Linked DNA regions of Mus musculus: all the other regions are linked to region 6. A link is a contact called in public HiChIP or PLAC-seq and promoter capture Hi-C data. All regions are on one chromosome and are shown on one strand. Each heading gives the region's core, a stretch centred on a gene start, on an enhancer-like site or on the middle of the called end of the contact. The rest is flanking DNA. Distances are from core to core; before and after follow the strand shown. Region 1 holds the start of Farsa (phenylalanyl-tRNA synthetase, alpha subunit). Region 2 has its middle 90 kb from the start of Abcc12. Region 3 has its middle 120 kb from the start of Abcc12. Region 4 holds the start of Hook2 (hook microtubule tethering protein 2). Region 5 has its middle 71 kb from the start of Abcc12. Region 6 holds the start of Dnaja2 (DnaJ heat shock protein family (Hsp40) member A2).

The links. Promoter capture Hi-C pulls out the DNA fragments that hold promoters and counts their contacts. HiChIP or PLAC-seq counts read pairs in DNA pulled down with a chosen protein or histone mark.
Region 1: a promoter capture Hi-C map of hematopoietic stem and progenitor cells shows a contact between it and region 6. The contact joins the promoter of Farsa here to the promoter of Dnaja2 in region 6. A contact is called at or near these places in 2 of 39 promoter capture datasets (hematopoietic stem and progenitor cells and pre-B cells).
Region 2: an H3K4me3 HiChIP or PLAC-seq map of embryonic hindbrain shows a contact between it and region 6, with 8 times the contacts expected there. The contact joins the enhancer-like site here to the promoter of Dnaja2 in region 6. A contact is called at or near these places in 8 of 39 promoter capture datasets (the 3T3-L1 cell line, the HPC-7 cell line, the SN4741 cell line and 5 more) and 4 of 115 datasets of contacts at active chromatin or transcription factors (the NIH/3T3 cell line, astrocytes, embryonic hindbrain and 1 more).
Region 3: a contact with region 6 is called in an H3K27ac HiChIP or PLAC-seq map of the NIH/3T3 cell line, with 13 times the contacts expected there. The contact joins the enhancer-like site here to the promoter of Dnaja2 in region 6. A contact is called at or near these places in 7 of 39 promoter capture datasets (the 3T3-L1 cell line, the HPC-7 cell line, the SN4741 cell line and 4 more) and 3 of 115 datasets of contacts at active chromatin or transcription factors (the NIH/3T3 cell line, embryonic forebrain and forebrain).
Region 4: an H3K4me3 HiChIP or PLAC-seq map of pro-B cells shows a contact between it and region 6, with 2.6 times the contacts expected there. The contact joins the promoter of Hook2 here to the promoter of Dnaja2 in region 6. A contact is called at or near these places in 3 of 39 promoter capture datasets (3T3-L1-derived adipocytes, the C10 cell line and erythroid cells), 2 of 115 datasets of contacts at active chromatin or transcription factors (bone marrow-derived macrophages and pro-B cells) and 1 of 9 other capture datasets (adipose tissue).
Region 5: a contact with region 6 is called in a promoter capture Hi-C map of liver, with 4 times the contacts expected there. The contact joins the enhancer-like site here to the promoter of Dnaja2 in region 6. A contact is called at or near these places in 7 of 39 promoter capture datasets (the 3T3-L1 cell line, the HPC-7 cell line, frontonasal cranial neural crest and 4 more), 5 of 115 datasets of contacts at active chromatin or transcription factors (SST interneurons, embryonic forebrain, embryonic hindbrain and 2 more) and 1 of 9 other capture datasets (adipose tissue).

What each region holds. Positions count from the first base shown.
Region 1 is chr8:84,855,281-84,860,230 of GRCm38.p6, reverse strand. Farsa (phenylalanyl-tRNA synthetase, alpha subunit) reads right to left here and starts at 3,245. Exons shown (of 13, transcript NM_025648.3): 1 at 3,050-3,245. The coding sequence starts at 3,196. It overlaps 1700122E12Rik (a long non-coding RNA gene), which reads right to left. Exons shown (of 3, transcript XR_106144.5): 3 at 3,566-4,950.
Region 2 is chr8:86,473,778-86,478,508 of GRCm38.p6, reverse strand. No RefSeq gene overlaps it. Among named protein-coding and RNA genes, the nearest start is that of Abcc12, 90 kb to the left of the region's middle. Within about 2 kb of position 2,253, at least 34 of the 459 cell types and tissues checked have an H3K27ac peak or open chromatin away from gene starts, as enhancers often do. A contact at or near this core is called in forebrain and hippocampal neurons, where this site is marked.
Region 3 is chr8:86,448,504-86,453,429 of GRCm38.p6, reverse strand. No RefSeq gene overlaps it. Among named protein-coding and RNA genes, the nearest start is that of Abcc12, 120 kb to the left of the region's middle. Within about 2 kb of position 3,414, at least 28 of the 459 cell types and tissues checked have an H3K27ac peak or open chromatin away from gene starts, as enhancers often do. A contact at or near this core is called in the NIH/3T3 cell line and the SN4741 cell line, where this site is marked.
Region 4 is chr8:84,988,783-84,993,106 of GRCm38.p6, reverse strand. Hook2 (hook microtubule tethering protein 2) reads right to left here and starts at 2,484. Exons shown (of 21, transcript NM_001372357.1): 1 at 2,355-2,484; 2 at 1,803-1,888; 3 at 1,658-1,730. The coding sequence starts at 2,399.
Region 5 is chr8:86,493,439-86,498,024 of GRCm38.p6, reverse strand. No RefSeq gene overlaps it. Among named protein-coding and RNA genes, the nearest start is that of Abcc12, 71 kb to the left of the region's middle. Within about 2 kb of position 2,719, at least 3 of the 459 cell types and tissues checked have an H3K27ac peak or open chromatin away from gene starts, as enhancers often do. A contact at or near this core is called in liver, where this site is marked.
Region 6 is chr8:85,552,752-85,557,626 of GRCm38.p6, reverse strand. Dnaja2 (DnaJ heat shock protein family (Hsp40) member A2) reads left to right here and starts at 2,266. Exons shown (of 9, transcript NM_019794.5): 1 at 2,266-2,457; 2 at 3,651-3,710; 3 at 4,217-4,440. The coding sequence starts at 2,380.

The DNA of each region.
Region 1 (4,950 bases), core at 1,996-4,495, 700 kb after region 6:
CTTCTTCTTTTTCTTAATTTACATGTATGTGGGTGCGCCTGCATGGGTTTATGGACACCATCTACCCTTAGGATGGAGAGGCCAGAGGCTTCAGATCCCTTGGAGCTGTGATTAGTGTGGATGCTAGGACCCAAACCCAGGTGCTCTGGAAAAGCAGCCAGTGCTCTTAATCACTGAGCCTTATTTCCCGCCCCATAGACAAACTTTTGCTTTGTTTTGGAGACCAGGTTTCTCTGTGAAGCCTTGGCTGTTCTGAAACTTGCACCCTAGACCAGGCTGGCCTCAAACTCGGAGCTCTACCTGCCTCTTCCTAACAAGTGCTGGGATTGATGGCATGGCCACCACCAACCCGGTTCAGACAAGTTCTTTTTCAGTGCTAGGAATGAGACACTGGGCATGCTAGAGGAGCCTTCTGCCACTGCAGCACACCCTGAGCCTTTGTGCCTTCCTCTTCCTTCTGTGTGTGCAGTGTGTAAGCACATGGGATGAACAGGTACACATGTGCTTGGTGGACAGAGGAAGCCAGTCACACTCTATCACCCTTTGCTTGTTCCCTTGAGAGGGTCTCACAAAGAAACTCGAGCTCACCATTTTTCATCTACGCCGGTACCAAGCCCATCCTAACAACCCTTCTGTCTCCAGAGCTCCAGGTTACTGGGCTCGAGAGGCCATGCTGAGCTTTTACACATGTGCGTGGATCTGACTTCAGGTCGTATGCCAAGTGCTCCTTCTGACTGAGCCATGTCCCCCTAATCTTGTATCTTGACTGCACATGTCTTTCATCATTTATACACAGGCTGCTAAAAGCACTTTTCTTTAATTTTACAGAAAGGCTTGAACAAATGGCCTTTCTATAATATACCAAAGTATACCCAACTCTAACTCCTAAACCGATGCAGTACTTGTTTACAATGTAAAGGCTTGGGCTGGAGAGATGGCTCAGCGGTTGAGAGCACTGACTGCTCTTCCCGAGGTCCTGAGTTCAAGTCCCAGCAACCATATGGTCACTCACAGCCATCTGTAATGGGATCCAATGCCCTCTTCTGGAGTGTCTGAAGACAGCTACAGTGTACTCATATAAATAAAATAAATAAATCTTTAGTCGGGTGGTGGTGGCACACGCCTTTAATCCCAGCACTCGGGAGGCAGAGGTAGGTGAATTTCTGAGTTCGAGGCCAGCCTGGTCTACAAAGTGAGTTCCAGGACAGTCAGGGCTACACAGAGAAACCCTGTCTCGAAAAACCAAAAAAATAAAAATAAAAAAATAAAAAATAAATTTAAAAAAATAATAAATCTTTAAAAGAAAAAAAAGAATTTAACGGTTTAATGGCAAAGATCAGGGGAGAAAAGAATATCGAAGTTTATTTTAAATAATTGGCTGAAAAATAAAATCAAGAAAGCCATGAGCCGTATCCCTGGCACCTATATCATATTCCCCATCTATCCACAACACTGAGGACTGCAGTGTGTACAACTAGTGACGTTTGCTGGGTCACTACACTAAGCACCAGCTGTCTTATGTGCAAGACCCAAAAACAATGTCAGCATCCTAAGATTATGGCAAGGACTACAGAACAGAGCTGAACTTGAGTACAGAACTTGTGCTCAAGAAATAAACAACCGAGAGCCTGGCCTCATGGATCTTGCTTCCTGAGTGGTCCACAAATCCCTCGTCATTCATTTCTTCCTAGTATGTTTGCCAATGCTGGAAGGATGGGTTTCCTCTCTGCCCCTCTTCCTTACCCTGAATCTTGGGTCACCTGCCTCCCCATATCGGACACTATGCCCTCCAGTTTAGGGATGTTCCAGCCTCAGCTCTCAGCTCCCCACCCCAGCTCTCAGTTTAGCCTGGTATTCCTTCTGAAAACTAATACAGAGAATACAATCTGGCTGGCTACAACTCCTAGTATAGTTCTCCATTCTTCTCCTGAGATAAAGACACACAAAGCAGGCTGTGCATGGTGGTAAAATCGTGTAATCTTAGCTGTTGGGAACCTGAGGTAAGGAAAGCTCGTGAACTCATACACAGTGAGTTCAAGGCCAGACTGGACAGTGAGGGCCTGTTTCAAGGTTAAAAAGTATCCCAGCATTCGAGAGGCGGAGGCAGGTGGATCTCTGTGAATCTGAGGCTGGACTGGCCTACATAGTGGCTTACAGCATATCCAGGGCTATGTAAGGAGACCCAGCCTGAAAAACTGAACAAAGACAGTAAAAACCTACAAAAAATTTTTAAAAAGAAAAAAGTACAAAGTGTGGTGGAGAGGTGCTTCAGTGGTTTAAGAGCAATAGCTCCTGCAGAGGAACCAGGTTCAAGTCCCAGCACCTACATGGAAGCTCACAGCCATCTATGACTTAAGTTCCCACCCTCTTCTGGTTTCCTCCAGCTTGTGGTGCACATAACTTAGGCAGGCACACATATATACATAAAAAACAATAACTCTAAGAGGGTGAGTATTGGTGGCATAAGCCTTTTATCCCAGCTCTCTGAAGACACATGGATCTTGGTAAATTGGAGGCCAGCCTGGTCCAGATAGCAACCATATTTTTAGGGTGTAGCTTTTGACTAGCAGCAGAAGGCCCTAACATGGAGATAAAAGGGGAAAACAGGAACCTTACAGAACCATTTAATTCTGCCCTGATGGTCTCTGCGGCCTATAATCCCACACCAATGCCCTGCCACTGATGTCTTGGATGCCATCGTTTTCCTCCATTGGCCTCGAGTCAGTTTCCATCTGTACCTGATCCCGGCTCTCTGTCCCGCAACGCTAAGTCAACTGTCACAGCTAGTTCTCTGAGCCTTCATATCACTCTGGTCATTTGTGTTTCCCCATTAGATTGCAACCCCTTTCCGGGAAGCGACTCGTCTTGTCACACCCCTACATGTGCCATGTTTTCGCCTTAACAGACATTAGTCACTTGAGAAACGAAAACTGTTCCAGACTTCCCACCAGCGCACCCCACGGTGCACCAGCACGTAATGTCCCTTCACCAGAAATAATGGGGCTGCCGGTATGAAAGCGAGGCCGAGCCGCGGCACGCCTGGACTCACCTCACCCAGAGCTTGAAGGCTCTTCACTGCGCCCACCACCGCCTGGTGCTCCACACCCAGCTGCGTAGCCAACTCCGCGCTGTCCAGACCGCCATCAGCTACCTCCAGCCGCCGCAGCAACAGCTCCAAAACGGGATTATCCGCCATGGCTACTCCCAGCGTGCTTGGCGTGTGCAGGCCGCCGGACCTGACTAGGGGACCGGAACTGGAACCGGAAGTCGCGATAGCGCGTGCGTTGCCATTTTTAGTGTGGCGCAAAGGGCGACTTGGAAGCTGGTCGTCGCCATCTTAAGTGTGGCAAATGAGCCTCAAATGTACTTAAGGGATTCAGGATGCTGCATGTAGTTTGACCCCAGTGGCTTTTAGTTAACTAGTGAAGTCAATTTGATGACTTGAAGGGCAAAAGTAGTTTTCTTTTGGGATTTTTGTTTTATATCTTGAAACAGGTCTTCTTTAGCAGAGGCTAGACTTGACCTCCTCATCTCCTGCCTACTTCTCCCAAGTGCTAGGATTACAGACAATCACTCTAAGGCTTGACTGAAATTCTATTGGTTTCCCCCAATAATTTTCATCCAGCCACCACTAGCAGGCTCAGATCACTGCCATCCTTCAAGAATTCTCAGCCGGGCAGTGGTGGTGCGTGCCTTTGATCCCAGCACTTGGGAGGCAGAGGCAGGCAGATTTCTGAGTTCGAGGCCAGCCTGGTCTACAGAGTGAGTTCCAGGACAGCCAGGGTTACACAGAGAAACCCTATCTCGAAAAACCAAAAAAAAAATTTTTTTAAAAATCTCTCTTACCTAGAGAGAAGGTGGCACTGAGTGGTGGGCTTCAGGCATGACCATTCTATTGATGTTTTTGTTGTTTTAGATTTATTCACTTTATTTTTATGTGTGAGGTTTTTGTCTGTATATATGTCTATGCACCATATGTGTGCATGGTGGCCTCAGAGGTCAGAAGATGGCCATCAGATCACATGGAACTGAAGCTTTGGAAGTTTGTGAACCATCAAGTGGATTCTGGGAATTGAACTATGGTCCTATGCAAGAGAACTTAACAGCTTAATACTTAATATTTAACAAGCGCTCTTAAGAGCTGAGCCATCTTTCCAGGGCCCCACTCTACAGATGTTAACTTTTTTTACATTTTCAAAAGGAATCTGGGTAGGGAACCATATATGTTTAGGGAGGAGGGATTCACTTAAGACAGTCACAAAGCCTGCTGACCTGCATGGAGTACTTCAGGGATTTTAAGTTCTCCCTAAAATTCATAATGTAGATACTATATAAATCTCTTCTACTTTACAAGAGAAAAAATGAGGCTTGGAGTTAGAGAGATGGCTCAGTACTTAAGAGCATTGACTATTCCTCCACAAGTCCTGAGTTCAAATCCCAGCAACCATGTGGTGGCTCACAACCATCTGTAATGAGATCGGATGCCCTCTTCTGGTGTGTCTGAAAACAGCTACAGTGTATATATATTAAATAAATCATTAAAAAATGAGGCTCAACTCTCTTTGCCCCATCTACTGCGAGAATGAAGACCATTCTCAGCAATCAGACTGTCGACATTCCAGAAAATGTCGACATCACTCTGAAGGGGTGCACAGTCATTGTGAAGTGGCCCCAGGGGGACTCTGTGGAGGGACTTCAATCACATCAATGTGGAGCTGAGTCTTCTTGGAAAGACAAAGAAAAGGCTCCGGGTTGACAAATGGTGGGGTAACAGAAAGGACCTGGCCACTATCAGAACCATCTGCAGTCATGTTCAGAACACTATCAAGGGTGTGTTACACTGGGCTTCTGTTAGAAGATGAGGTCTGTATATGTTCATTTCCCTATGAACATCATTGGTTGAAATCCGAAATTTCTTGGGTGAAAAACCCATCTGCAGGGTTTGGATGA
Region 2 (4,731 bases), core at 1,004-3,503, 920 kb before region 6:
CAGCAGTAATTTTCAATTTCTCCTAAATCTAGACCAGCCCCCTTTTCATGGGGGTGTTTCTCTTTACCTGTTACACCACAAAGAGCAGAGGGGTTTGGGGTACCCACTCTTACCCCAGCCAATCAACAATTACAGAATTAAAGAGCTAAGCCCTGCTACAGAAGGGGTACATAGACACACCTAGACCAACAGAAAAGGGCAGGAAGGGGAAATCACTAGACAGGAGACCCTAAACCCAAATAAAAACCCTAGACACCTTAGAGTTGGTGGTCTCCCCACTCTGGAGCCCCTTCTGTCCTGAGAATTCTGAAATGCTTGCCGATAAGCCATGCTTTCACTTTGCTGGTTTCCTGTCTAAGTTTTTAACTGACTCACTAAGTAGCCTATATGCTAGCTGAGGCCACGCCCCTACACCTGTCGACTGTAAGCATTCACTGAGTGCTTCAGGAATTAATTAAGGCAGGGGTTGTGGGCACTCGTTTGCTATAAAGACTAGAGTGAACCATTGACAGAATTATCTCGAAGGACTTATGGAAGGACAGAAGGATTCTAGAAGGACATATTTCTCAGAAAGGGACAGCGACAGCCCGAGGCCTGAGAAGAGGGTTTTCGATCTGGATACAAGGCAACATTGCTGAGTTCCCAAAATCCGGAATGTGGTGCGCTGAAAGGCAAGGCGGTAGAAACAGCTGAAGTGTGCTTCACCGTGTGTCTGGGGAGAGGCAAATGTCTTCCGAAGCTCGGGTTGATCTTTTTTTCTTTGTATGAAGCTACAGCTCTATATTTTCCATTGTTAATTCTGTACCAGCACAGAGCTCAGTGCTGGTAGGATTTTGGGCTTGTCGTTTCTATGACGTCACCGGATTTCCTATTTCGTAAATATTCATCCGTCCTCACCTGCCTAAAGGCAATCTAGAAATGCTCAGAGGTTGTCTTGCTGCTGATTGGTTGTAATAAAGATCTGACAGCCAATAGCTGTGGCAAGAATTAGGGAGACTTTCTGATGGAGGCACTGTGGCAGGGCCACTGTGAAAGGAGGGAGCCACAGACTGCCAAATAAGGCCAGGGGGCCAAGTTCATTACCCAAACCCTAAATCACAAAATTAGTCATGAAATAATCTTTGCTTTGTCTTTCTCTTTCCCCCTCTTTGTTAACAGCTCTTTACCTCACCAAGTTGCTTATGGCTGTGATCTTTATTACAGCAGTATGGATCTAACCCAGACACTGAGTAAATGCTATCAGCTGCCTCAGGACTCTGCAGATTCATACCCATGCCCAGGCCTTCAACCTTGAGTTTACACCTTCAAGAACTGTAGGAAAGAAATGCATTTCCTTTATAAAATTTTCTACTCTTAGGTATTTTGCTATAACAATGGGTTAGTGAGGGTGTTACCAGAATGGCCTCAGCTCACACAGGTGTCCACAAGTTCATTTCCTGCCCAGCCCAGGGAAGATTGGTATTTCTGACTGCTCCCTAGGTGTCAGAGGAGAGCTAGGGGGTGGGGGTGGGGGGGACAGAAGGATTTGTCAAAGTGGACTCTGTTCTCATTTGCTCTTTGTTACTGTGATAAAACATTGGCCAAAATAGCTTGGGAAGGAAAGGGTTTATTTATTTCAACTTGCACTTCATTTTAAAAGTCTATTACTGAGGAAAGTCAGGACATGAGCTCATGGCAGGAGCTTGTAGGCAGTAACTAAGCAGAAAGCATAGAGGGATGCTGCTTAGTGGCTTGTTCCCAGGCTTACTTTCAGCTTTCTTTCATAGCTGCCTAGGGATGGTACCACCCATAGTGGGCCCTCCTACATCATCAATCAAGACAGTGTTCCACAGACAAGCCCATAGGCAAGCGTTCAGTTAAGATTCCCTCTCCCCTGTGGCTCCAGGTTTGTGTCAAGCTGACGGCTAAAGCTATGACAGGCTCCCTGTGAGATTCAGGCTCAGCATCCATCCAATGCTGAGATGAATATCCTGAAGCTCTGCTAGAATGTTTCCAATGTGCTTTTGTGGTTGTGATTTCTCTGGGAAAAGTTCCTTCAGCTGTCATCCAGTCGATGAGTCTGAGGTTTTTAAGTCATTCCCTGGGAAGAGAAAATTTCTCTGTTTGGTCAAGGATGCTGTCACATTTGTCTTACTTTGGCAGCTGTCAGATATTTGTGAGGGCATGTGGAAAATCAGAGGCATAAGCCCTTGGGTGAAGCCTGGTGGTCCACCTCCTCTCTGACAGCTCATTCTTCTGGATACGACTCTACTCAGGGCCTGGCTGCCGTTTCTTGCATCTGAACCAATGGCTGGGAGGCTCAGATTCTCTCTCTTACTAACCCCTTACTCAACGTCCCCACCACAGGGAACCCTAGGCCTCTCCGTTTTCACAATGTTGGTATGAACATAGCAATAACAGTATGTTTGCTAACCTCAGACCCTGCAAAGTCTTCCTCCTGGGGTCCTTTGCTGTCTTGTGTGCTCCAGCTTGCTGCCACTAGAGGCTGCTGTGGTCAGGGGTATAGAGTCCAAGGCAGAGCTGCTTACAAAGAGAGGAAGAGAGAAAGACAAAGCAAAGATTATTTCATGACTAATTGTGTGATTTAGGATCTAGGTAATGTACTTGGCTCCACACCTCATTTGGCAGACCGTGGCTTCCTTCCTCCGCAGTGGCCCTGCCACCGAGGCTCCATCAGAATGTCTCCCCAGTCTGACCTATTGGCCTTGTGTTGGTAGGTACAGGCGGCTGTGTGTAGCTGATGCAAGCTGTTCTCTGTGCTTCATCTCTAAACCACGACTCAGGGGGATTCTTCCTTTGAGGGGACTTTTCCAAGGATGCCGATGGGAAACTGATTCTGAGTGATGACTTTTGCGTAACAAGCATGGGAGAGAGCAAAGGAGAGTTGGGGGCTAGGCGTGGTCAGTATGTTTCTGATTCTGTAGTTCTCCATCAGGCTAAGATTAAGATAAAGGACTTGTGTAACCTATCTGAGCATTCATTTAGTACCTATTGTATGCAGGAAGTGTTGTTCCAGTTCAGTACTACTCTGGAAGCTCTCTTTGGAAAAGCAGGATGGAGATTTGGATGGGGAACTAGGGAAGAGTTGAGGGGTTTTGAAAGCATGGTTAAGAATAGCTAGGAAAGCAAGAAAACTTGTAAATTGGAGCTATTTAATATATCAGGAAATAGAACCTGGATGGGGCAACAGTGGATTCAACATGCAAGGCTTTCTTTATTCCCTGTGATTTAAAGACATGGCAGTGGAAAATGGGTCCCTGCTGAAGTCTGATTTCCCCATGTTGCTGAGCGGCCACAGTATTCTTATTGTCATTCACATCTTGGGCAGTATTTACTTAGAATGATCAATTCATCACGAAGGACATACACCAGTGCTTATCAAATGAGATCTTTGCATTCTGAAAAGACCTAAAAACAAAAAATCCAAACCAAACCAAACCAAACCAAACCAAACCAAACCAAACCAAACCAAAATCACTCTTTCTGGTTGAAAATGGATTCCAAAGGAGCAGCATTAATTACAGGGTCCCTGGGCCAATGACTTCAGTATATACTTTGGGCGCACCTACAATTTAGCCCTTTACGGTCCTTCGGTGGGTCTGTGATTTTTGTGAGGCAAAATCCAGGCAGGACTTTTGCCCACACTGTCTTTGGTTCTCCCCTAGGAGCAGAAAACTCTACAGGAGAAGATAAATAACTTGGAACTATAGTTCCTAGATCCTTGTGCAAACAGGAAGCCTTTGGCGTTTGTCTTGTGGTCTCCCTGCCGTGGTGTCTTGCCCCATGCCATGGGCCTCCCCATGCCCCATGCCCCATCTCCCATCCTCCATCTTCCCCAACCCCGCCCCCGTTTTCAAGACAGAGTGTTGAGGGATGAGTAGTCTAGAGAAGGCTTCCACTAATGCCCAAGCATATGGAAGCCTCTCATGGTCTACCCTCTGAGCATCAGGACCAACATGCAAGGGGCTGGACCTCTATTTGACATTTATGAGATGCTTGGCTAATACAGTAACCCCTCCCTCTGAACCAACAGATATCTTCCCTATCCAGAGCTGTTGACCCAGTGGTCTCTGGGAAGGAGGGTGTGATGGTTTGTATATCCTTGGACCAGGGAGTGGCATCATTTGAAGGTGTGGCCTTGTTGGAATAGGTGTGACCTGGTTGGAATGGGTGTGTCACTGTGGGTGTGGGTATAAGATCCTCACCCTAGTTGCCTGGAAGTCAGTCTTCCACTAGCATCCTTTGGATGAAGACATAGAACTCTCAGCTCCTCCTGCACCATGCCTGCCATGCTCTCACCTTGATGATAATGGATGGAACTTCTGACTGAACCTGTAAGCCAGCCCCAATTAAATGTTGTTTTTATAAGACTTGCCTTGGTCATGGTGTCTGTTCACAGCAGTAAAACCCTATCTAAGACAGAGGGGATGCATCCTATTTTGGGTCTGTGGCCCAGGGTAGGAAAGGATAGTGTGGCCAGCTTCTAACAGGTCTGGTAGAAATGAGATATTCTAAAGAGACACTTATGTCTTCAATGTGACTGTCTGACTATTGAAACAATGGACACTTCCCCGAAAATGGGCATTCCCCAGGAATCTCACACCAGGAGAAGGAAAAGGTGCCAGCTAGAGGGAGGATTCGTGTCCCAGAAAGTGAGTCCTCGAAGTTCTAACACCCTGCCAGACCACATCATAAAATGAGACTGAAGCCCAGACAAGGATGGGTCAGTGG
Region 3 (4,926 bases), core at 2,165-4,664, 890 kb before region 6:
GATGCAATGGAAATTTGTAACGAAATACAAACAGAAAGCAAGATGAATGTGTAGTATCTCATGCTTCCATTAAAAAAAATCAAATAAAATTAGTCTTCACTCATGACTTGGAAAAAGTATATTCTTTATGAAGAGAAAAAGTCCAGTTGCAAGGGATGCTACAGAAGGCCCAAAACTGTTGTGGAGAAATTCGAAAGCCACCATTGCAAAAGCTGACATTTCAAACTTGCATCTGAGAGCCAAACTACAAAGGTCATGTCTGAGACACATGCTCGAAAACATGCTTTCCCTCAGCCTCAGGTGTGAGACATAAAGTGATATTTTCAGTGGAATTACTAGTCGATGTCAACACGAGCCCCTCAGCTGTCAATCAGACTGAAAGCAATTGGCGGGGCAGAGGCTGTCTCTCCCTCTCGGATCCGTCTTCACTTCCGACCACAGGGTCCCGTGCTTAACTGTCATCTAAATGTGTGAATATTCTGCACATAAATGTGCTTGTTTGTGCTTAGATGCATGCAACCCATTCACATTAAATTCAAGACCAGACTGGAGCACAAGCGGTATTGCCTTCTAATGAGAACAACATACCTGAGAGATTTCAGAGCTTGAGGGGAGGGGCTCTAACAAAACCCCAGGACCCTGATGATCTGCTGGCTCAGCCAAGCAGGAGGGTGTTGCTTGCTATGATCTTACAGGAAGCCCCAATGGAGCCCCTGGTCATTCACATCTATGTAAATGAGCACACGTCTGGGACATTTTGTAATGACTCCTACAGTCATTACAGCGTCAAACAGGCAAAAAAGGTGGACATTTAATGTGTGAATGAACAAGGGGCTTGGGGATTCACAGTATCTCTGCTGTCACACCTTACAGGGAAAAGGGAAATGTTGCCCTTACAGACTATGAAGGGTACTCTTAATTGGCATCTTGATTGGACTAAGGAACACTGGGGCATTAGTAAAGCAGACCTCTGGGTGTCTCTTCGATACCATTTCCAGAGGTGGTCATGAGTGCTCTGCCTCATCAATGGGTTAATTCCTTGATGGATCCATCAGTTGGCATGGTGAAAAGGAGGTGGTGGGGACCCTGTTGGGGGAAACTGGCCACCGGGGGCATGTCACTGTGGCTTATATCTTGCCCCACCCATGCCCGTACCCCTGAAATTCTGCCTTCTAGACACAGTGATGTGGACCTCACTGTCTACCATGCCTTCCCGCCATGATGGAGTGACACCTCTGTAACTGTGAGCCCAAATCATTTCCCCTTTAACCTGTCTGCTCCAGGTATTTTGTCACAATAATAGAAAGCAACAAATACAGTCACACAGAAGGTCAGTGAAAGGCCAGCCAGGCAGTGGGTGTGGATTCCAGGACTCCTGTCTCAGTGTTTCTTGTGCCTCTACCCCTTCCCGCTGCCCCTCCTCTTCCTTCTGCTTTCCTTCTCTACAGTCTCATTCTCCCTCCATCCACCAGGGTCCTAATGTCCTCCGGGCCTAGTGCACATTGTTCTCATCAGTAGGGAGCCTCCATCACTTGTTCTGTAGTCTCGCCCTTTGCATTTCCTTCCTGACTCCCACAATAGGCAGCACCAAGTTCCTCTCACAACGCCAGTTGGGTGTTAGCCTCCCGGGACAGCAGACATCCTTTGGTGCTCCTGACGTCCACACTCTCGGTCCAAGGGCTCTTTGTCCCTTATCTTCTGAAAACCCTGATTCTTGCTGGGAGGAAAGTGAAGAGTTAGGACAATATTCACAGGTTCCCTTCTCAACAGTTCCTTTGTTTGCAGGAATTTGTTGATCACCTACTGTGTGCCAGCTCACACCAGAAAGAGAAATTCTAGAAAAAGTTTGTCTACAGAAAGGCAGATAGGGGAGATTATGAGGAGGGGCACATGCGTACTTGAGAGTTTGAGAAGCAAAACACGGAGACTTTAATTTGAGTACCCTTTATTTATTTAATTGAATGCATTCAAAATATTATTATTCCAGAAAACAGTCAACTGTTACTTTTTTAAAGAATAATTCTTTAAAGTCAGATGTGTCATTTCTATCCAAAGTATATCCATTCAGATTGGCCACATTTCAGGTGCTTAGCCAGTGGGACCAGAATGGCTACTCCATTGGACAGTACACGTGATAAGATTATTAGCATATGCCTCGGAGGAGGAGGAGGAAAAGAAGAAGGAGGGGTGGGAGGGGGGAAGGAGAGGAATAGGAGGACATAAAGGTCAGGCCTGCTAGAGGCTGCTCAGGGTGGTGCTAGGAGAGGTTGGGTGACTGGGTGTCAGGGCCGGGAGTGAGTAGAGATGGCAGGAACTCAAGTAGAAGACACATTCCCTCTGCGGTCAGCTTGGGTGGGCTGATGGGAACTAGGGACACAGACATGGCAGAAGAAGGCATCGGGGCAGCACAGTTACCCCAGCCACAAACAATCTGAAAGGAGAAAACCACGTGATTTCCAGGAGACCAACACATAGTTTGGCCTCTGAATACTAACTTAGTTTTCATTGATTCACAGTATTTATTAAACACCTACTATGTCTTGGAGACTATTAATGATTTAGGGTTAATAAGTGGGTTCATGTCCCTTCATCATGGAATCTACAGAGTACTTAGGAAGGGAGGCAATGATAAACAAATATATATGAATACGACTGTTTCAGAGACTGGTAAAGGTGCAGGGGAGGGGAAGGGGAGGTGAGTAAGCACCAGAAGACTGGGGACACAGTTAGGCTGTATGGTGATCTAGGCACTTCCATTTGCCCCTCCATCCATGTCTCTCTTTTTCCTGCAGCTGAAGGTATTGGTCGATGCTGGTTTTGTAGTTTTGATTATCGTACTGCAGTTGTGTAGGGTGTTAGCCAGGGGAGACTGGATGAGTGATATGGAGACTCAGATGTCCCAAATTACTATCTAGTCAGAAGAAAAATAACTAATTATGTTGGTGCATACCTTTAATCCCACCCCTTGGGAGACTGAAATCTGATCATTGTGAATTTGAGGCCAGTCTGGGCTACATAATGAGTCCTGCTTAAAGAGGAGGAAGAAAAAGATGGGGAAAGAGGGGGAGGTTAAAAACTGCACAACTCATGATGAAAATACATGCAACATCTGAGAATCTGCATTTCACCACACTAGTGACTGGGTCATTTAACAGCATTGGTCAAACACAACAGGGTGTACTCTATAAAGCTCAGCCTTCACAGACAGGCTGCCCTTGCTAAGGTTACCAAGCCAAGTATCCTCTGCTCTCCTGACATAGTGTGCAACACAGATACAGGGGCTGGACGTACCTGGGCATGCCGCCCATTGTCTCTACCCCCACTAAGTCACAGCGGCTCAGTTTTGAGCTGTCTGGCCTCTGTGGTTCCACTGGCCAGGAGAAAGAAGGGAATGTTGGATGACTAATCCCCCTTGGGTCTGAGATTCTTCCCTCCAAGTGCAGATTTGCTGCAGATTTGTGTGACTCTAAACCACTGGGGCCACATAGAAAGAGCCAGAGAGAATCTGCATTTCTTGCACTGGCGGGAAGCAGGAGTAACCCCTGTAAGGATAACACAGAAGTCTGGCTGTGTCCTCATGCATTAACTTGTGACATCCTGCCCATGGCTATCATCATCCTCCTCCTCCTCATTTTATATGATAAAATAAAGCACAGAGAGATGAAGGGTGTTGCCCAGGTTCCATCACTCCCAAGAAATGCAACTCGTAAGTCAGCCCTTGACCACTGTTCTATTGCTATTTCTGAAAATGGAAGCATTTCCTCCCTCCACGGGATGGAGGCAGAGAAGATGCAGGAAGCTAGGGACACTTACAAGGCTCAAAAAATTACAAGATTCACAAGGACCCTTCCCATTGTGACAGGGAGAGACAGTACAGATGTTTCTCCATCTTGTATTTTTGCTGAGGCCATTTTAGATTTAACTCGAATTTATTCTCCTTGATGGAGAATCCTGTGGGAAATTAGCCTACTCCATTCTAGGACTCTGAGGTCAAGATGCCCCCAGCTAACTTATCTTAGTTTCTGTTAAACTGAATGCCTGTGCAAACCTTGCCCTCCAACTGCCAGTCAAGATACCAGGATGTGGATTTTGCCTTTCAAAGTCCCTTGATCGAAACCCTTGGCCCTATGCTTGGGTCTTGAACACCTGAACGTAGCCTCACGTGGCTGGAATAAAGACTTGCAACTGGCTGTAAACTTTGCTGAGTGGTCATCTCTAGGGGATTCCCAGTAACACAGGTTGTGATTAGATCTCCAAAACAGGGCACCCCAAATGGCAGGGAGAACAGAATTGGGGCCGGCTGCCAGCACATTGTGCAGGGTGCTTTAAGAATGTAGCTTTTCACTTATTTGGGGGTAAGCTTTTCAGACACGTAGATTCTTTAAATCACCCGAGCCCCTGTGGATAACCCTTTACCTCATGGGCTTACCAGGCAGAATTGGACAGAGTAGTTCCTTTACTCCATCGTTGGTGTACTTTCTATGGGTAATAGATATTTATTCATTCATGTCTCCCCCCTCCAAAAAAAAAAGACCTTTGTTTTCAGCCATACAACTAACATGACATGCAAGGGACACAGGCTGCCCAGTGCCTGGAAAGAGTAGGGACAGGAGACAGAACAAGATGACCACGTTTTGAGGGGTGTCCCTTTTAGCTCTGGGAGCTAGGGTCCTATCTCAGAGTAAATCAGACATACCAAATGGTTTTTGTTTCATTGAACCCAGACTCAGAGAGGCACATTTAAAACAACTTCACTCAGAGAAGGTCACACTTAAAGAATTCAACAAAACAAAAACAAACAAAAACAAAAAACCCAAAACCCTCAGCTGCTTCTCCTAGCAGTTTGGGAGAGCATCCATCTGCCGAATGGATTCCCTCCCACCTCCCGCCTCTCTCCTCCCAACCTTACTCTTTATGGGTGGTTCG
Region 4 (4,324 bases), core at 1,235-3,734, 560 kb after region 6:
CGTCCCTCAATTTTCATTCCCTGATTATCCCACCTTGTTGTCTGGCCCTGTTCTAAATATCCTTCTCCTCTAGAGCTAAACTGCATGGTCTATAGTGTCTACCTGACCTTCTTAATTCACAAGTTCCAGAATGCAATGGCTTTCACTCTCTGGCCCAACTGCTACTATCTCTCACTTGGATGACTGTACCCACTGTTTCTCATCTCCCACCTTTGTTGGATGGGGTAGAAGTTCTGCTGATCAAATCCAGGGTCTTAGGTATGGTAGACAAGGACTTTTCCACTGAGCCACTCCCTGGCGCCTTACTATTCTCCTATTCTGCGTCCAGCCCTTAAGTGCTGGAGTCTGGACCAGCTGTGGTCTGCTGAGCCCCATTCCCAACCTTTCATTTCCTACTCTTGCTACCTGTGCTGCATCTCTTCCCAGGTAGCCAAGGGCAGCTTCGAAACGGCTTAGCCAGGCTGTGTTTTTCCTTTGCTAAGACCATTCCACAGTACTTAAAATAGAGTCCCTGCTAGGAATGGTGGCACCTGCCTTTAATCCCAGCACCTGGGAGACAGAGGCAGGTAGATTTCTGAATTTGAGGCCAAACCTGGTCTACACAGCAAGATCTAAAACAGCCAGGACTACACAAAAAAACTCTGTTTCAAAACAAAACAAAAACAAAACAACCCCCCCCAAAAAAAAAACAAAATAAGCACCTACCCACCTCCCATCGCTATCATGACCCTCCTTTTACTGTCTTCATAGGTTTATATGAATTTGTTTTCTTGTTTTTTTAAGATTTATTTTATCTTTTAACCATGTGTGTATGTGTGTATGTGTGTGTGTGTGTGTGTGAGAGAGAGTGTGTGTGTGAAAGTATGTGTGTATGTGTGTGTGAGAGAGAGACAGACAGAGAAAGAAAGAGAATATGAGGATGCCTGCAGAGGCTACAAGTGTCACATCCCCTAGAGCAGTTGCAGGTGGTTGAGAGCTGTTTGATGTCTGTGCGTCCTCTCTGGAGAAGCAGTAAGTTCCTCTGGAAGAACAGTATCCATTTTTAACCACCAAGCCATTCTTCCAGCCCAGTTTTGTTTCTTGAAGCAGTGTGTCATGTGGCTCAGAATGAGTTCTAACTTACTGTGTAGCCACCCAAGATAACCTTGATGTCCTGATCCTCTGGCTTGCTAAGTACTGGGACTCCATGTGTGCCACATGGTCTGGCTACCCCTGCCCATCCCCCCTCCCACCCCCCACCCAGCATACCCTGCTACTTGGGATTGAACTCAGGACCTTGTGTAGGGTGAGCAAATTCTCTTTTGCCAACTATATCCCTGGCCTTTTAAAGGTTTTGAGACGGGATGATGGATGGTTTACCACCCTCCTGTATTAACACACCACCATAGCTGGGATTACAAGCATTTGCCAGCACACCTCTTGGAAGTTAACATGTGTTGTGTGTGTGCTTTTGCCCACATCATAAGAATGGTGGCAAGTTTTTTTGTCCTATTGTGGGTGCTCAATATAAACAAAAATAGCTTGCTGATCACCAGACATCTGGCTCTCTTCCTGACAAGACTGCCTGTCCATCGCACAGGACATGTATCTAGCTTTCCCTTTGCCTTCACCTCCTTAAGTCCTCTAGTTATTCCCTAGTCATGAGTCCACCTGTCACCTTCAACCTCCAGCTGGGGCTTGAGTCCTCTGAGATGCCCTGGAGCCATTCGTTGTTGAACCAGGAAGGGTCTCTAGGGGCAGAAAGATGGGATGAGCAGGCTGGGGAGCCCTTCAGGATCCTCCCACTCAGCCGCCACACTCACATCTGATTCAGCACATGGGCTATGGCGAGTCCGCTGCTCAGGTCCTGGGGACTGGCACAGGGGGGTGAAACTTGGAACGTCTGCAACTAAAGGGGGAAGACGGAAGGGCAACAGGAAAATTGAGGACCTGGAATTGCAGACTTTTTCCCCAGCCATCAGACATTTCACGGGGTTAGAAAGGCATTAGCCTGTAGCACCAACATATCACATCTTCGGGGGCGTGACTTCTACACGCCTAGGCAAGGACGGGGCGTGGCTTCATTTTACCTATCCTGGCAAACCCTGCAAACCTAGGTCAGGGCGTTACCACCAGTCACCTGGTCCCCACTGCTAACATGTGACCAGGCCTGTGCCCTCCAGAGGGGCGTGGCCTCACCTGGTCTTTTCGCTCAGGCCTGCCCACGTGACAGACGCAGGTGGTCAGGTCAGAGTCCAACGGCCCAGCAAGCCTACGATCTATTCCTCCTTCCAGGTCCAAAACCGAGGAAAGAAGACCAAGACAGGACGAGAGGAGAGGGCGCACACCTGACCCAGCCCCGCCCCCCGACCTACCCAGGTGAGCAGAGACCCGCATAGCTCGGCCTTGTCCACACTCATGGCTCCGGATCGAATTCGATCCGGGCCAAGGAGCCCCGGCACGCAGCAGCAGCCTCCGGGTCCGCCACCAGCGAGCGCCCGAAGCCCAGACCTCCCGCTCGGCCTAGAGCGCCGCCCCGCTCCACCCCGCCCCCTAGCCATAGGCTCCGCCCCAGACACGTGATCTCCCATTGCAAACACTTGCCTCGCCATCTTAGATGCGGGACATAGGCAAGTGCACATTCTGCCGCTAGGTGTCAGTCTGGCTCAGTCCTGCTGCTGGTGACCTCCACTCCTCGCGGCTTCTCTTTATGTAGTGGAGTGGTCCTCAAGATCCTTTTAAGGCGGATCTACCGCACCCAGTTTCACAGGCACTTTAATGGTTCCCCCCCAAAGCTGAAAGAAATCCTCCGGTTTAGCCGCGTTATGATCTGAGCCTTTCTTAATGTGGGCGCAGAGAATAATTATAAATCCTGTAGTCGTGGAGTGAGAGGATCTTAAAAGCGTCTTCCCCAGAGAAGTGATTCTGGCTGGAGTCCTTCTGAAAACTCGGGTATGGTTGGGAGCAGGAAGGGTCAAGTATGTCCTGAGTAAAGGACATAGCACTTGCCCAGCCCGGGGTCTCTTTCCTGCGAGCTACTCTGCTCCTTCCCGGCCCCGGGTGCTTTGAGCACCTTCCTGCCCTAAAAAACACTCGACCTGGCCAAAGCTGCGGGTGATCTGAAGCCCACCAGGGGGCGCGCAGAACGTAGGAACGCATCCTTCTGGGAAAAGGGTGCGTCCACCGGTTGAGCCGGTTTAGGGGAGCGCAGAGAGCTTAGAATTTTTTGACAATAAAGTCTCAAGACATCATTTGTGGAGTGCTTACTGTTTTCAGACTTTACAATAAGCTATATATCTACAGACAATTGAATGTTTTCCACGACCCTAGGAGACAAGGGCTACTTTAATTCCCAGGTTTTGTTTCTTAATTTTAGAAACTGTATTATTTAATTTTTTTATTTAATTTTTTTTTAATCCGCCGCTTTGCAAATGAGTAAACAGCGGCTACAAAGTACACGGGCTTTGACGCCAGGGGTAAAGCCCAGACCACGCCCTTTGACCCCTGGGTCCACTAGTAGCCCCTCCCCTCTCTGGCGGGTGGGGTAATGTGCTGTAATTAGAGGCTATTAAATGTGCCCAGAGGGAGGAGTGGAGCCGGCTCTGCTTTGGGGCGGGTTCAGTTCGGAGGGGGATAATGTTCTGCTTCCATCCAGGCAATGAGCCGGGATCCAGTCCAGCGACCCTGTCCTGGTTGGGTGAGCCCAGCGACATCAGCCACCCGCCCTCTATCTTACTAGAGTTGTTAATCTACTACAGACACTCGGTTGCAACCCACTCAAACTCTCAGCTGCACACACCAGAGAGCCTTGGAGGCTGATTCACACTTCCACAGACCCTCACGCCTTGTTTTCCTGATTCCAGTCCCTGAGACCCTGTGGAAAGGTATAGAAGGGAGTGTGCTTCCAGACTGGACTGGGCATGGGGCCTGCCAACTGGCTCCCCCATCCCACATCCACCAGAGTTGATGCCCCACAGTGGAAACAAAGCTGTGCTGTCCTACACACAAACACACTGTTACCAGGAACCATGATTGTTAAAAGAATGTGTGACATTCTGGGACACAAAAATTTAGGGTGAAGGTTGCATTGCAGGGATTTTGAAGTTTAGGAGAAATCTGAGAATCCAGGTCTGGGAAGTGACTTAAGGTGTCCCAGCGTTGGTGTGATATCACAGGTGTCCAGATGTTCAAGAAGTCAAGATTTAAATGAAACTGGGAGGCAGAGGCAGGCAGATCTCTGAGTTTGAGGCCAGCCTGATCTACAGAGAGAATTCCAGGACATCCAGGGCTACACACAGACCCTGTCTCAAAAAAAAACAAACAAACAAACAAAAAAACCAAAAAC
Region 5 (4,586 bases), core at 1,470-3,969, 940 kb before region 6:
GTTTTGCAGACATGTTCAGAGCCTTTCAATCTTCCCATACTGCAATCCTGACCCCCCATTAAATGTCCCCTTTTCAGGCCGTGCTCTGAAAGCTGGTACCCAGTATCATGTTAAAATTTAATCCCACGCTTCCATTTTAAGAGGCAGGCCCTTTAGAGGGAACCAGGCTAGGAAGGCTCTGCTCTTTGATAGATTACCACAAGGTTTCTATCAACAAGGAAACCGCTAATTGATCTCCCCCTTGATTCTGGCCTTCCTGACTGACTTATAAACGGAATAAACATTTATTCTTTATAAATTGCTCACTTTCTGGCATTTAGTTATAGCTATAGGAAACATAGGTACCCTTACTTGGCTGTTGTGTACTTCTTGTCCCTATGAACGCGAAGTCTAGTTGCTCACATAAGCAGAATCATACAATGTTTGTCCTATTGCACCTGACTTATTTCAGTTAGCATAGTGTCTTGAAGGTTCACTTAGCTGTGTTTGCATCAGAATTTCCTCTTTCCCAGGCTATCCTGACCAGAGGTCAGTGAAGCCATGATTTTGACTTGTGTTTCCCTGATGAGTAGCAGCAATGCACATTGTCCGCCTCCCAATCCCCCAGGTCTACTATTGACTTTGCATTTCTTTTAAAGTGAAATTGCATGCAGCATTCTTGAGCGAACATTCTCATGGTGTCAATTCAAATACAAACTGTAATTATTAGCTGTGGGCAAAGCACCTGGGAGGGCTATGATTAAGTTTTAAAAACAGCTCATGACCACCAGGCATGCTGGTGCAGGCCTGTAATCTCAGCATTCTGGAAGCCGAGGGAGCGGGACCACGAATTTGGGGCTATCCCAGGATATAGAATGATATACCAATGAGAAAGCCCAAACAAACCAACAACTAACCAACACAAAACAACAACCGCATGGAGGGATCGATGATTCTTTTTTTTCCTTTGAAAAGATGATATGCCAGTCCCACTTTTCTTAGTTAGGAGATGGTTCTCTAACCTGGAAACTGTCCCAAATTCATTCAAAGACTGGCTGGGAGAAGGAGGATCCTAGCTTCCAGCTTACTGTTGTTTCCACGCAGTCTGTCTCAGACTGCTCTCTAGAAGGGAGAAACCAAACCAAACCAAACCAAACCAAACCAAACCAAACCAAACCAAACCAAACCAAAAAACAAACCAAACCAAACAAAACAAAACAAAACACTCTCCTCTCTAGGGAATCTATCATATTAAATAAATGACTTTCAGGTGTCAATGAACACATAGCAAATTGCTAGAGGATGGTTAAAGCTTGATGGTGAATTTATTGATTTACTTATTTCAAGCATTCATTATTCATTCACTCAGGTAGTATTGTGCTTGATCATTTGTTTTTCTGATCCTGCCTCTTGTCTTCATTGTTAAAAGGAGGTCCGAGACTAGAGATGTAGTTTGTTGGGCAGTGGTCATGGGAAATAAAGGGGGTGGGAGCAAATCCGCATCCTGCCAGATTTCCGGTGCTTTGGGCAGGCAGACTCGGGGGACTGCCACAAGCTCTCTACGTGGCCTGGGTGGGTGTCTGGCTGTGGGAAGCCACGGAACCCCAGTCCAAGGAAGAAGAAAGGGACCAATCTGGGGTCTCTGGGCCTCATGGAGGCCAGAGGTGGCCACTTCTCCATCTTAGACATCCCAGACATCACTGGATGTCACAGAAAAGTTGAGAATGAAGTGGGGGCTTTGTGGGGCAGTTCGCCCTCAAGCCGAAGGGAGAAGAGGGCAGGGGGAGAGGGGGCACAGTCCATGATTAGAGCGCAGGAAGGCCTCCCAGCAGGAGGTTAGATACAGCTCTTTAGAGGAAAGCCCGCTCTGTTGTCCCAACACAGCGAGTCTTTATGAGCAGAGACAGTCTATGGTTTTAGAGCTTTACTGTAGAAAGGCAGAGAGAAAGAGAGAAGGTAGAAGGAGAGAAGCTGGCCATGGCTACATGGAGAGGGGGGAAAGGGAGGTGGAGAAAGAGAGCTAGAGATGAGAATAAGAGAGGTGAGAGCTTAAGAGAGAGAGGAGGGGCCAAGCAGCCCCTTTTATAGTAGGCTGGGCTATCTTGCAGTTGCAAGGTAGCTGTGGGAAGGAGGCTAGTTATCTGGCTATTGTCAGATAACTGTGAGGGTGGAGTTTAGCCAGAATGCCAGTAGCTTGGGACATTGACTGTGTGACTTATAGTCACAGGATTATGGAGTTGGGGGCTCTGTGGTGTTAGGCACCTATGTCTGTCTGGGAGCATGGCTCACGGTTCTGTCCCTTGTAGAGTTTCTACTGGGTCTCCGGAGTAAGTCTCACTGGACCAGAAAACAGGCTGCCTTTCACAGTCCCACAGTAGTTCAGCAGCAGAGGGCTTGTGTAGGGTGCACAAGGTCATGTGTTTGATTCCTAGCACTCTAAATAAATAATCAGAGACAACATCGAAGGACAGAAGGCCCAGAGGATGCTGGAAAGGAGTAGCATCCTTGTAATGATGAGGGCTGGAAAAGCCTGTGCCTGGTTGAGAGACGCGTTGGAGAAGTCTTGGGAACCTGATAACGGAGACATCAGAATTGCACTTGCCAGTCTTTAATGGTGCATGTCACCCCTGTGGAGCAAGACACTCTTGACTTGTTTGTGGTAGAAAGACAGGAGAGTCAATTCCCCTCTGAGGCATGCAGCCATTTAAATGGTTTCCTGCTTTGATTCTGCAATGACTGAGTCAAAGATCATCTGCATAGCAGGATCGTTAGGAAACAACAGGCCGCTCTACACTGAGAGTGCATTTGGCTTGGCAACCCAACGGATTATTTGAAGTGGTCATAATGGCACTACGATCCTCATTAAACTCCTCAGCTTTTCTAATGTAGGGATTGTAGAGCCAAGTGTCCTCATTCTGGGCAGAGACAACATAGCTTTGTCTAGACTGGGCAGCAGGGCATGGGATGGAGCAGAAGGCATGGACTTGATGATTGCAGCAAACACTGCGAATGGCCCTCCGTTCCTCTCTTCCACTGTAGTGTGCTTCAGTGCACTCCTGCTCCCTACAGTTGGGAACGTTCAGTTCTTCCTAGGGGCCTGATAGATTGCCCAAAGCCAAGGGGAGGCAGCAAGCCTAAACACTCCTGTTCTGGCAGGACACCTCCAGCAGACTGGTTTGGCTTCTGAGTTTGGGGATAATTGTGAAGTGTGATTTCCACTTTAGACTCCTCTGTGGGTTTTGGCTAATTAGCCCTGGAATACTTCACTGAAACTATTTTCTTTCTAGAATTTTCATCTTCTTCTTCCTTGTCATTCAGTGCCCTGATATATCCAAATCCCACCCCTGATCCAAGAAGATCTTTTTGATAAATTATGAGCATATAAATATCAAATGTATTTCTGGGAACTCTGACCTCTCATGGGGAGAGGACTGTCAAAGAAATCTGAGCTCCAACTCACACTCACCATTTCCAAGTTTCTAGGACCTTGGAGATGATTACTGCCATCCTCAGGCTTGAAGTTGGGTTGCTGACACTACCAACTTTCTGCAGAGTGGGCCTGAGATCTAAACCAGGCCAATTAGAATGTCATATCTCTGTGGCATCATGGAAAGTTGGGTTGGACATATGGCCTAAGCTGAGCTATCTGTCAAAAACAGACCTTAGCTGGCACTAAGTAGGGAAAATGAATTATCCCCTTTGGATAGTGGAAAACTTAGACTTTTAGAAGCTTTAAGATTCAAGATGCCACTTTTAATGTCACAGGGACACAACCTGTCTAAAGATGAGGCCAACACAGAAGAAAGTGCAGTGAAGAAAGCCAGAATGTGTAACTTGGTACTTTGGGATTCCTGCCTCTCTTGAAAGATAGTACCTTTCTTATTGGCAGTTGTGTTAGCTTTTCATCAATACAACAAAATGCCACAGGCAATCAATTAACAGAGAGAACATGTTTACCTTGGCTTATAACCTTGGAGCTTCCAGTTCATGGCTTTGTTGCTTTGAGCTGCTGGCACAGCAATGGCAGGTCTTGGCTGGGGATGGTATGACAGAGCAAAATTGTTTACTTAATGGTTTGGAAGAAACAACAACAAAAAAGGTAGACAGAAAGAAATCACTGACCCACAGGATCCTTCAAGGGCACCTCCTCAATGACCTAAAACCTTTATCTGTCCATACCTTTGAAGGTAGCTCTATTCTCAACGCTGTAACTAATCCTTTTATATACCAGCCCCTTGAACATACTCAACATCCAGCCTGTAGATTTGCTGCTGTTGGTCTGCCCCAGGATGCTAACCTATAGTGACCCCCAGAGCTTGCTGGCCACATCCCCAAATACAAATCCCATTACACTGCCAGAGCATGTTATTTTACACTCAGAATGGGGGAAAGGGCCCCTCACTGCATGTCCAGGCCAGCTCATGGGGCCAGGGTGGGAGCTATGTTCAGTTTCAGGTTCAGCCTTCTCCTGATTACCCTAGGGGCATTGCTTAGGTTGTTGGCGGGTCCCCAAAGTCTTGCCATCATCAGACACTGTTTTCAGAATGTTATTCAGATTTCCTCATTGGTTCTCAGAGCAGTGCAGCGAGTGCGTGGACTTCGCTGAT
Region 6 (4,875 bases), core at 1,017-3,516:
AAATTAGCTAAGTGCTGACTACAATTACAATTCAGAAATGAACAAAATATTATAAATAAATAAATACAAAAATAGTTTAAAGGCAAGTAATAAGTAAAATAACAGGGCTGAGGGAATTTCCAGGATATCACAAGCTAAAACTTAATCAAGTGGAGATTTTTTTCCCCCTTACAAGAAAACAAAAAGAAAAAAAAAAAAACTAAACTGAAAGTGAGACCAACAGGGGAATCCTGCTCTTTTCAACAGTTCATGGACAGAAACAAGATACAAAAAGTAACTACACAGGGTACTTCCTTTCCTGTGCAGCAGAAACTGACTGAAAAGGGGATAGAGAAATGGAACTAATTATCAAACATGTAAGACCATGCGAAGCTACTGAGGAGCATTAATCCCAGAAGAGAGGAACTGAGGACGTTCAGGGAAGCCAGCTATCCAATGAATAAAGGTAGTATAAAAAGCCTGTAGGTAAGTAGGCCAACAATAAAGCTAACACACCATTGCTTTTACTCCTATTCTGTCTCCACATCCCAGGCACTGGGATTACAGGTGTGAGCTGCCACAATGCATTTCTGCAGTTATGGGGATTGAATCAGGGCCTCAAAAAGCCAATTCATTCATTGATTTATTACAAAGCCAAAGAGCAGCCTAAATAAAAAATTAGAGTAGTTGAATCAAAGTTCCCCCTTTGTTTTTTTCTATCTTTTCTTCTCTTTTTTCTAGAGGCTGAACCCAGGGCCTTAGTGTATTCTACTCAAGCATTCTACCAGCTAAGCCTCATCCCCAGACCATAAATACCATTAAAAATAAATAGCATCTTGCACTGAGGAAGTAACCTCAGAAAATACATTGCAGAGCCAAGCTTACTGTTAAAAGAAGGCAGAGCCAAGCTCCCAGCTTATACAATCTAATTTCAGGACTTACACTCTTGAATGATTAGGGGTCTTTGTAAAATTCAAAGTCAGAAGAAGGATGATCTGACTTCAACATCTGCCCCAGGGTTATTTTGGCTGATCTGGGTGTGTGGGTGAGTGTTCCCTCTTCTTCTTTGTATGTCCCTTCCTGAAACTGGGTATTTGATCAAGAAGAGAGGCTAATCTTTGGCAAAAGGGTATAAAATAGCTGTGGTCCCCTGCTAGAAACCTCCAAATAAGTCCTGGAAACCAGATAGATAAGCTATATTCTATTAAAGAATTTTGACTCACATGTGAGAACAGCATTCATGTCATAAATCATACTTATCAGGAAAACGAACATCAAATAAGACAGGAAGGTTCACCAGGTTATGAATTAAGGAAAACACTACAGGTTAAGGGGCATTTTGAATAGCAGAAGGAGCATCTAACTTCTCATGAGACTCTTCTGAGCGTTCAGGTTAAATTTCAGAAGTCTTAGCACGGCAGTGAAGGACCTCCAAAACTCGGTCAAGAAGAATAACAAGAAAGGTGTATCACCTCCACTGACAGACTTATGGCCAATGAGCAATTGTTTCCCAGTTCAGGTTTTCAACTGACCAGAAGTGTTTTACTATCGGAAAACCAGTTGGAAGGCAAGCTATACATTCTGGAATGTGGTAAAGCACAGAAATCTTTCAAGCTAAAGCAAAACGAAACTCGACTGACAGCCACCAAGTGCCGGCACGCTGCCATACTGTCTTATGCCAACCAAACCTTTGGCGTTAGCTAATTTTAAAGCTGTCAAGTGAGACACTTGAACACATGATCCCGGTGGAACAGGGTGACTTTGGTTTATCTGGATGCCCCGAAACCAACTGGGAATGTGTAAAAAAGATTTGTCCTTTCCTCCGATGTGACAGGATGGCTATGCCTTTAAAACCTCGTCTGCTAGGTATAAATCTGAGTATTTATGAATGAAATTGTTTCCCCTACGCAGAGGTGCTGAGGGGGAAGTTAAGGAGATGAAATGAGTTAGTGAAGGTGTTGATGAAATCACATCACGGGCGTAACTCGCTATTTGGGAACCTCACACACTCACACCCACGTGCTGTTTTTCACCGTGGCCCCGGGGGGACCACCCCGTGAGGATTCCACGCCGGCTTCTTTCCCTCAGGCCTCAGCCGCACCGAGAGTTCTTTATGAACGCCGCACACCGCTCCCCTCCACTCCGCGGTCGCTCGCGCGTCACGGAGCGGCGACAGGAAAGGGCCCCACCAGCCGCTCTCGGGCGCCCACCGCCCAACCCCGCCCCGCCCGGCCCCGGAGGCGGGGCCTTGTGGCGACGTCATGGCGCTGCGCCGGGTCAAAGTTCAGCCCCGCCTGCCTCCCCGCGCCGTCTCCTCGGCCTGCGCCGCCGCCGCTCGTGGTCCGGGTCGCGCTCCTTCCGCTCCGCCGCCTGCTTGCGAGTGCTGCCCGGCAGGCCGCCATGGCGAACGTGGCCGACACGAAGCTGTACGACATCCTGGGCGTCCCTCCCGGCGCTAGCGAGAACGAGCTGAAGAAGGTACTGGAGCGAGCCGGCCGGCGGGCGGGGCGAGGGCGCGGGGCCTGCGCGGTCTGGGCGGCCTGAGCCGGGCTGAGGCGCGGCGGCGGCGGGGGCGCAGTCGGCTCGGCTGACCTTGGGCCTCCGCCCGCCCGGCCCTGCGCAGACGCGGCCCGCCAGCTCGGCGCCCGGGGCCACCCGGAAAAACAGGTCGGACCGCGGTGCTCGCGCCGCCGGGCCGGGGAGGAGCTGACCGCCGGCGCCGGTGTGGGGCTGAGGGCCGCAGCCCCCGGCGCTGAGCAGGCTCCTCCCTCAGCCTCGCTCGCCCGGCAGCTGGAGCGGCGTGGGTCTGTTTGGAAGCATTGTTCTGTGGGCTGGAGATCTAAATACCCCGTGGCCGCTTCGGGGATGAGTCGTGTGCCCCAGCCAAACACCTGAGCGTGCACTCCCTAAAAATAAGACACGTCTTATTGTTGTCCTTTGTAGTAGTTCCAAATCATCTCGGGACTTGGGGTATTAATAAAGTCAGCATCTTCTCTGGCTGTCGGGATCCAATCCGCATTTGTAAACTGAGAAAAATAAGAATGTCCCGTAAGTACTGGGACTGGTAAAGTCCAAAGAAAAAGACTTCCTGTTACCCTACCGGAAATGGTAGGCTGTGTTATATAATTCATGAGTCTGTGTGAGGACTTACATGGTGCTTAACCACATCGCTTAATTGAAAGTATGTAGTTTCACCACCACCTAAGACCCCAGTTAGCCGACCGTGTGCGAGTAAAACATCACTTAGGACCTCCTGGGTGTCCTGTTAGAGGGCAGGCAGAGGAGCCAGCCAGCATGGGGAGAGATACTTGGTAGAAGTATCCTATGCTTAATTTGTAGTAGTGCTTGAGTTTCTGTAAAACGTAGTCACTCAATCTAAAATTTGTTTGGTTATTGTGGTCTCCTTGGTCTGGCTACTGGCCATCAAAGACATTTGATAATAGTTTGTAAAAAAAGAAAGAAAAAATGTTTCAGTATCTTCTTTGTTGTTTTATTTGTATTTTTCTTCAGTAACTTTGGGTATATTATTAGTAAATACTATTGAAGTGGAAAACGTTAAATAATAAGTGACATTTTTTGGAAGGCTGTAACTTTAGAACATTGCTTCTCAGAAAAGTGAATATCTTAAATTGTTTGCTGTGTATAACTCTTATCCAAAATCTTTTTTGAAGGCATACCGAAAGTTAGCCAAAGAATACCACCCTGATAAGAATCCAAATGCTGGAGACAAAGTAAGTCATTGAGTTTTATTCTTAAACTGAAACTTAAAATATATCACCCTCCCAGAAAGGAAAGTCCATTTATGCCTACAGAGTGAATTTTTCGCTGTTATTTTAATTTACTTGAAAATGACCTTAGTAAAACCTATTGCTTGTAATATTCTTCAAAGATAAGAAAAATTATAGCTATTGAGATAGCTCTGTGTTCCAAGTCTTGCTACCATATAAGCCTGACTACCTGAGCTTAATCCACAATGGAAGGATAGAAAGTTGTCCTCTGACCCCCATACATACTCCCACACTCATATGCATATATAATAGTGATGGTGATAACGGTCAGAGGACTATAGTTTTACAACGAGAATTCTAAGATATTTAGCAGTAGGTGATGAAGAGGACCAAAAGGAAACCAACTGAAACTCAAGGCTTTTTATTGAAGTTAAGTGGCTTCTGAATTTCTGAAGTCTTTCTCACATCCTTACACTAAAAAATCCAATTTTTTTACTTTTACTTTATAGTTTAAAGAAATAAGTTTTGCATATGAAGTATTGTCAAATCCAGAGAAGCGAGAGCTGTATGACAGATATGGAGAACAAGGCCTACGGGAAGGCAGCGGCGGAGGCGGTGGCATGGATGATATCTTCTCACATATTTTTGGTGGAGGATTGTTTGGCTTTATGGGCAATCAGAGTAGAAGTCGAAATGGCAGAAGAAGAGGCGAGGACATGATGCATCCACTAAAGTGAGTCTCTTTAAAAATGCTTCTCCAAACGGTGTTCCTTAGAGGGTGACTACAGAATATTTTGTCCTTTGTTTCAAAGTTCTTACTTTAAAATGTGTTCTTATTAAGTGACATTAATTAGATGTATTTTGCTTCAGGCCTTAAAAGGGTGGAAGGGTGCTCTAGAAATACAGGTCAGTTGATAAAGTGCTTAACTCACAGACACAAAATTCTGGACGTAAGCCAGATTGGGTGGTCTTTACCTATAATTACAACACTGGAGAGGTAGGGGCAAGAGGATCAGGCTTCAAGGTCATAAATACTCAACTGAATAGCTAGTTTGAGGCCAACCTGGGATACATAGAAGCCTGTCTCAAAACAACCAAGATCTTAAAGAATAGTTGATTTTTCCTGAGATTTTTTTTTTCACATGCTGTTGAGGTTGCCTGTTTGAAA